Regions from separate parts of the Zea mays genome. Here region 2 is linked to region 1. A link is a contact called in public Hi-C data. All regions are on one chromosome and are shown on one strand. The core of a region is the stretch at or near the end of the contact, and the rest is flanking DNA. Distances in the headings are between cores, read along the strand shown. Region 1 holds the start of LOC100382685 (Putative DUF1664 domain family protein). Region 2 holds the start of LOC100281415 (heat shock 70 kDa protein 4).

Region 1 (3,654 bases), core at 445-2,944:
AAGAGAGATTCCAAAGTACTGTACAAGCCCTTGCAAAGATATATAAGAATGATGAACAAATGTAACAGCCAAATTGTATCTTAAGCCATATAAAAAACATGTACATGTCCAAAAAATAGGGAGGAAGTAAAGTGAAGATTACATATGACATGTACACTTCGAATCATAAACCAAACAGACAGATGAAAACTTTCAAGTTGTACATATGAGTTATATAATTGTTGGCAGGTACATGTGAATGAACGAAAGCAAGAACATTTTATACACAATTCAAGGTAAGGGAAGTGTATGGCACAGAAATAGAAAGGAAACTAGTACGTGCAGATAGAAATGATAGAACTAATGTCATGACAGAAAGACAAGTTCAAGTCTTGAACATTACATAATGAGCCAGATAATCATAGTCAAACACAAGTTGTGCCAGACACATGATCTGGCACATAATCGAAGTCATAAGTAATTTAACATGTCATGAAATTTAGTGAGTGTACTCATGAACATACGTGTACTCCATGCAAGCACAAAGAATTGTGACAAAATAAGTGATTCAGTGTAATGGCTTATATTGGTGCATACTCATATAGTACGAAAGGGTAACATTCCACATAAATGCCAGAAATACATTGTCTTCAGTTTAAAAACATCAAGAACAGTCCAATGAACAACACTGGGGAAATAGAATTGCTGCCATGGCTAATGTTAGGCTTACTGTTGTTCGTGTATTTCCATCACGTGGAACAGACAAAGTTTGGTACACCAGGCGCCTAAATCGGAGGATGAACAACGTAACAAGTTCATACCTCGAACGACAAGTGTGGATCTGCTAAACTCCTATGGGCTTGGCAACAAAAACTACGAATTTTGAACAAAACCAGTGCGAATGTACATATATCCTGAATGAAGTTTTCATTTGACGGGGTACAAGATGGTATACCTCTAGTAGGGTTGGATCTCGGCCGCAAGACGGCGAATCCAAGCAAAATACGAGTGGTGTTGTAAATCAATCGTCAAATAACTAATGATTTCGCGTGGTTGATGAAAGGAAATACCTTAAGAAGGGGAGATGTAGTGCCCAGCACGCCGAATCGTAGCGTGTCCGTGTGGATCTGATGGCGCCGTCGATTGTCGGAGATTGAAGCAAACCAATCGGTCGCGACGTTCGTCGCTGGAAGCGGATTGGAGTCCTCTTCGGTCGCGAACGGCTGTGCGTGGTGACCAACTCGACCTCCTCTTCTGCGCAACCGAGGGGGGCCGGGGCCGACTCCACCGGGCGATGGTAGATCCGCTGTCGCGTCGCCGCGCAAAATCGTCCGTCCGCGGAGGGGTCGAGGCGAAGCGAGGTGGAACGCGAAGTTTCCGTAGTCTGGCGCGGCCGACAGCGTCCGCGCGAAGGAGGCGAGGGGGCGGCTACAGTAGTCCCCTGCATCTGGCGTGAGAGAAGAGTGTCGCGAGGGAGGGGAGAGGGTAGCGCTCGCCGCTGCGGGAGAAAGGGGGAGACTGCAGCCCCTATCCGATGAACAGTAATAGCGTAGGGGAGGGGAAGGGTGATGCGTTGCAGTCAGTCTGAGGCGGTCGTCTTCGTCAGAGCAGGGGAACCGGCTCTGACAATAGGCCCCACCCTCACGGCCTAACCTTTCTCTTTCTCTCTCTACCTCCTCGCGCGCCCTCGTCAGACCAGCCACGCGCTCAACTCCACGGGCCTTGAGCTAGGGTTTTCTTCGCCGCTACCTCCCTACGAGGCGGGCGTGCAGCCATGGCGCTGGTGCAGGCGGGCATGGGCCTTACCCGGGTCGTTATCCTCGTCGGCGCCGGCGTTGCCGGCTCCGTCGTCCTCCGCAACGGCCGCCTCGCCGAGATCCTCGGCGAGCTCCAGGTGCGTCGCGTATCCTGACCGCGGACTGCGCTCTTGCGCCTTAACGGCGGTATGTGATCCCAAGGGTCCTTATCCAGTGAGGGACCGTGGAGATTCAGAATTCCAGATGCTTTGTTTCTGATGATTCATGACGTCTCTTTGCAGGAGATACTCGACAAGGGGAAGAAGGTGAAGGATGGAGGAGGGGGAGACGGGGAAACCGATCTCAACGAGGCTCTTACCTCGCAGGTGCGTGTGATGTCCTTGCACTGCTCTCCACGTGAGTAGTTTGCTGTGTGAATACTACTTACTACTGCCTAAGAATAATTCAGTTCAGGTTCAGGATGGACATTGTGTAATGTCCCCGTATTTCCATTTGTTACACTGGATTCTATCAACACTCAGTTTTAAAAGTAGAATACATCATGCATGCGGATTGGTGTATGTGATTTAATTCTATGCCCATGCTGATTGTTTTGCTGTTGATACTGTGTTGCAATGGTCCAATGGCAAATTGGCAATTCTATCCTTAGAAGTCTCTTTTCTTTTTCTTTTTTAAAAAATGTGCAAAAATATCAGGGGAGAACAACTATGCGAGATAAAAAAACTGGTTACACACCTCGATATGCTGAGATTGTTTTCTGTTATTCTAGTGGTCGCTCCTCCTTTGGTGCAGTGTCCATTGCAAATTGGCAAGTTGAGGCTTTTGATCATGTATATAATGTTTCCCAAGTTTTTTGGGCTCATTAATTTATTGTGCAATATCAATAGGGGCCTCACAGTTCTATGTCAATCTATCACTGCACTTATGCACTTCTCTTCTAATACTGTTCTTTTCAATTACATGCTTGTCTCAACCAAATATCATGACCATAGAAACAAATTCTTATATCTGTACTTGTCGATGGTCCCGAAAGTGTACAGTGCTACAATAATCTTTGGATTGTTGCCTCCACATTTTCTTCATTAAGTGAATTATCTCTTTTGCACTTCTTTTGAATGTAGAACAAGGTTTAAAATAGCGGCCTATAGCCTTTTGGAGGACCTAAAGCTACGATATTTCACTTTTAGATGCTATTATAGCTACAACCGTTATAGCCCGATTTAGCTCTTCTAAATGTCATAGCTTTAGCGCTAAATAGCCACACTATTTCTATTTTTCAGATTCCAGGCCATCCCACCAGTTCTGCCACCCAAATCCATCTCTTCACCACCATCCGATGTAGCCTCATCAATCTCTGCTATGGCGGAACCCAACACATCCGACCTAGTCACCATCATCCAATCCCTTGCAGCAACGGTGGAATCCCTCAAGCTTTCGGTCGCCGAACTCCAGCAGGACCGCCGAACCGAGTCCTCTGCCCTGGACGGGAAGGGACAACACACCGACGATCATCACCAGGATCGACCCCCCGCGGTTCCAGAAGTTGGACTTCCTAAAATATTATGGCAAAACTGATCCATTGGTGTTCCTTAATTGACGTGAGTCCTACTTCCATCAATAGCGCATCATCGACGAGGAATGCGTGTGGATGGCCTCCTACAATCTCGACGACATCGCCCAACTGTAATTTATCCAAATACAGCAAGATGAGGGCGCTCCATCATGGCGCCGCTTCTCCGAACACCTGTACCTGCACTTTGGACCCCTCTGCGTACAAACCCGCTCCGCGAGCTTACTGCATGCCGCCAAACGGGCTCGGTGGTGGACTACCAGGACCGCTTTTAAGCCCTCTTGCCACGCGCGAGCCATCTCACGAAGACGCAACATGTCCAACTCTCCACTGCAGGCCTCCAACCGC
Region 2 (3,654 bases), core at 595-3,094, 730 kb before region 1:
TTGAAAGAAAATTTAAATATATGCCTAGTGGATACAACTACAAGGTATGCCTTACAGAAGATAGCAATTGAAAGAACCAAATACAAGAAGACATGTCTCATACACCAGTTGAACTTAGGTATACCAATTTAAATCAATACATATTACTAACTCCATCTTATAAACATTATAGTTAGGGTTGAAAACGGACGGGTAAAATCCCGCCTCGACCCGAACCGTTTTCTACATTTGTCTCGTCTGTTTCCGTATTTACGAAAAATATGGAAACAGGACGGAAACAATAGAGGGTTTATTCCGTCCGTTTTTGCGGGATTCCGTTTTTTATCTGGATTGAACCCGTATTTTATTCCGTATTTGATAAATATGGGACGAGCCTAATATGCATTAGTATATAAACTGAAGCCTCGTGTCTTTAGGTGACAAATTATAACATAAATGGCCATTGTAACCATATGCTCTTTTCAATGACAAGTGGTCTAAAGTCTTAAACAACATCGGATGTAGCTAAATGTACACTATTAGAGCAATTCCAGTAGTTATCTAACAGACTTCCTAAATCAACAATTTAAGTAGTTAACACAAAAACTCATCTCCAACAGTTCTCTAAATGAACTTTCTAAATTTAACAACTTCTCATCTAACCTTATTTCCTCTCTACATTTGGCAACCATTTAGCAAAGTCCCTAAACAAAAATGTTTACTGCATTATGTAGATAATGAAGGTAATTGATGACATTGTGACTTTATTTTTTATGTGGATAGATACAAAACAAAACTACAACCTATATTTAGAGAACTATTGGAGAACTCACATTTTTTTACTTCCAAAGTTATTTAGCAATTTCTTAAATCTGTGATTTAGAGAGCTAAAATTTACATAACTATTAGAGTTGCTCTTAGCAACCAAACAACAATAGAATGTTGTCTCTCTATATCTATTTGTTTTACGTTATTATCCTGCCAATCAATCACCAGTCAAACATCAATATCATTCCTATTTGTATTAAATTATGAGTTTCCGTTAGTATTTCCGTTTCTGTTCGTTTTCGCAATTCCGTTTATCCCGCTCCCATTTCCATTCCCGACTATTCCAGACCCGATCCCGTTTCCGATGATAAAATGCGTATACGGAAATGGGAGATGGGTTTTTCCGTCCGTTTTCGTCCATTTTCATCCCTAAGTATAGTCTACAGTGCGTTGCACGTATGTATGCACATTATGGTGGAGATGGCGTTCGTTGCTAGGAATTCAGTTTTATTGGTTTTGCGGTTTATTCGTTGTCAAAAAAGTTTGGTGTTTGAAAAATGGAAACCAAACTTTTTGTCCAGGAATAAAAAAACTGCACAATTTGGTGTTTGATTTTTTGGTTTGGTGTTTGGTATTACCATAGTCACCAGACAAGTAGCAAATTAAACTACAAACATAAAATTGTATAAAGAACATAACGATAATTTATCAATAAGTACCTAATAAAATTGAATAAACAATTTAATGTTGAATAGTTCTTAAAAAATTAAAATGATATGAGTATAGGGTTTAAGACTTTATATGAACTGCTTGTTGGACGTCAAGGGATAGGTTTGCTAAATTTTGGTATTCTGGTATATTTGATGTGCGAATATTGAAAACCGTACTAAATACCTAACACCAAAATACCAAATAGAGTTAAATGCCTAACACCAAATAGAGTTAAAAAGTTGTTTGGTTCGTGTGGTGTTTGGTTTGGTAATTTTTTGCCCACCCCGGCGTGAGGTTTCCCGTCCACGTTCTAGAAGATTCTCGTCTACATTGGCCAATCCGCGGCACACACCGTATATCACTGCGTCCTCACTCCTCTCCGGCTCTCCCCTTCTCGCCAAAGGGGAAGCCCTGCCCGTACTTCCGTTGCGGCGCTACGAGCTTCGACGGGCCTCGATCTCCACCTCTGAAGGTACGATCGGATTCTCCATGCCTCCTTACTAGATTGTTAGGTTAATGTTTAGATGTTTTTTTGCGGCGGGTTTGGACCCGTCGACTGGGACAGCGGGTTTGTAGTCGTCGGCTGGGGTTCGCATTGCATTCGGTGAAGAATTCATAACTATTCGCTTTGATGCGTAAAATTCTTGGTTTCGGCGTTCTTGTCTTAAGATTCACGCAAGAATCCGTTGCTTCTCTGACCTGCCTAACCAGTAGATCTCTGGCTTTTGCGATGCAGTGACTACTTGTGATCTAGATCTGAAGCTGTAGTGGTCAGCAGCTTAGTGTGAATCGAAGATGAGCGTGGTGGGGTTCGACCTCGGCAATGAGAGCTGTATCGTGGCGGTTGCGCGGCAGCGTGGCATCGACGTGGTTCTCAACGAGGAGTCCAAGCGCGAGACACCCGCCATCGTTTGCTTCGGGGACAAGCAGCGGTTCATCGGCACCGCCGGCGCCGCGTCCTCCACCATGAACCCCAAAAACTCCATCTCTCAGATTAAGCGCCTGCTCGGCCGCAAGTTCTCAGATCCCGAGCTGCAGCGCGATCTCGCCTCCTTCCCATTCCGAGTCACGGAGGGCCCCGATGGTTTTCCCCTGGTCCATGTACGGTACCTGGGCGAGGAGCGGACGTTCACCTCCACCCAGCTGCTTGCCATGGTGCTGTCCAATTTGAAGGGCATTGCTGAGGGTAACCTGAATGCCGCAGTTGTTGATTGTTGCATTGGTATCCCGGTCTACTTCACAGATCTGCAGCGCAGGGCTGTTCTTGATGCTGCTACTATTGCGGGTCTCCGGCCATTGCGATTGTTCCATGAGACGACAGCCACTGCTCTGGCATATGGTATTTATAAGACTGATCTCCCAGAGAATGACCAGTTGAATGTTGCATTTGTCGATATCGGTCATGCAAGCATGCAGGTTAGTGTTGTCGGTTACAGGAAGGGACAGCTCAAGATGTTGTCCCATACATACGACCGGTCTCTTGGTGGGAGGGACTTCGATGAGGCCCTGTTTAAGCACTTTGCAGCTAAATTTAAAGAGGAATATAAGATTGATGTGTACCAGAATGCGCGGGCATGTATTAGGTTGCGTGTGGCATGTGAGAAACTTAAGAAGGTGCTGAGTGCCAACCCAGAGGCCCCACTGAACATTGAGTGCTTGATGGATGAAAAGGATGTGCGGGGTTTTATCAAGAGGGAGGAGTTTGAACAGATCAGTGCCTCTGTGCTGGAACGCGTGAAAGGGCCACTGGAGAAGGCCTTGGCTGAAGCTGGGTTGACTACTGAAAATGTGCACTTTGTTGAGGTTGTCGGATCTGGTTCTCGTGTTCCGGCTATAATCAAGATAATTACTGATTTTTTTGGGAAGGAACCAAGACGTACCATGAATGCAAGCGAGTGTGTTGCGCGAGGATGCGCTCTTCAATGTGCTATTCTCAGCCCCACTTTCAAAGTGCGAGAATTCCAGGTATTAGCTCCTCAGCTTACCTATGTATATCTGTTTTAAGCTAATATGGATTGGATTATACCAGACTACTCTATATCTTAAACTGCTGTCTATGCTTGAAGTTTGAACGTGTGCCATCTGGATACTAAAAATTTGAAACATGTGTGCAACTGGAACTGCTAATTGACGCGAAATAGACCACAGCAGTCGTGTCAACAATCAAAAAGTCTCACCCTTTTTTTCTTTCATCAA

Evidence for each region. Hi-C and Micro-C count contacts between places; a contact is called where the count stands out from the background.
Region 2: a Hi-C map of ear shows a contact between it and region 1, with 4 times the contacts expected there. The contact joins the promoter of LOC100281415 here to the promoter of LOC100382685 in region 1. A contact is called at or near these places in 2 of 25 Hi-C or Micro-C datasets (ear and tassel).

The regions. Positions count from the first base shown.
Region 1 is chr8:91,072,319-91,075,972 of Zm-B73-REFERENCE-NAM-5.0, reverse strand. LOC100382685 (Putative DUF1664 domain family protein) reads left to right here and starts at 1,694. Exons shown (of 12, transcript NM_001175409.1): 1 at 1,694-1,873; 2 at 2,018-2,101. The coding sequence starts at 1,754. It overlaps LOC109941413 (a long non-coding RNA gene), which reads left to right and starts at 2,146. Exons shown (of 2, transcript XR_002263964.1): 1 at 2,146-3,278; 2 at 3,358-3,654.
Region 2 is chr8:91,799,115-91,802,768 of Zm-B73-REFERENCE-NAM-5.0, reverse strand. LOC100281415 (heat shock 70 kDa protein 4) reads left to right here and starts at 1,844. Exons shown (of 10, transcript NM_001154333.2): 1 at 1,844-1,930; 2 at 2,195-3,423. The coding sequence starts at 2,254.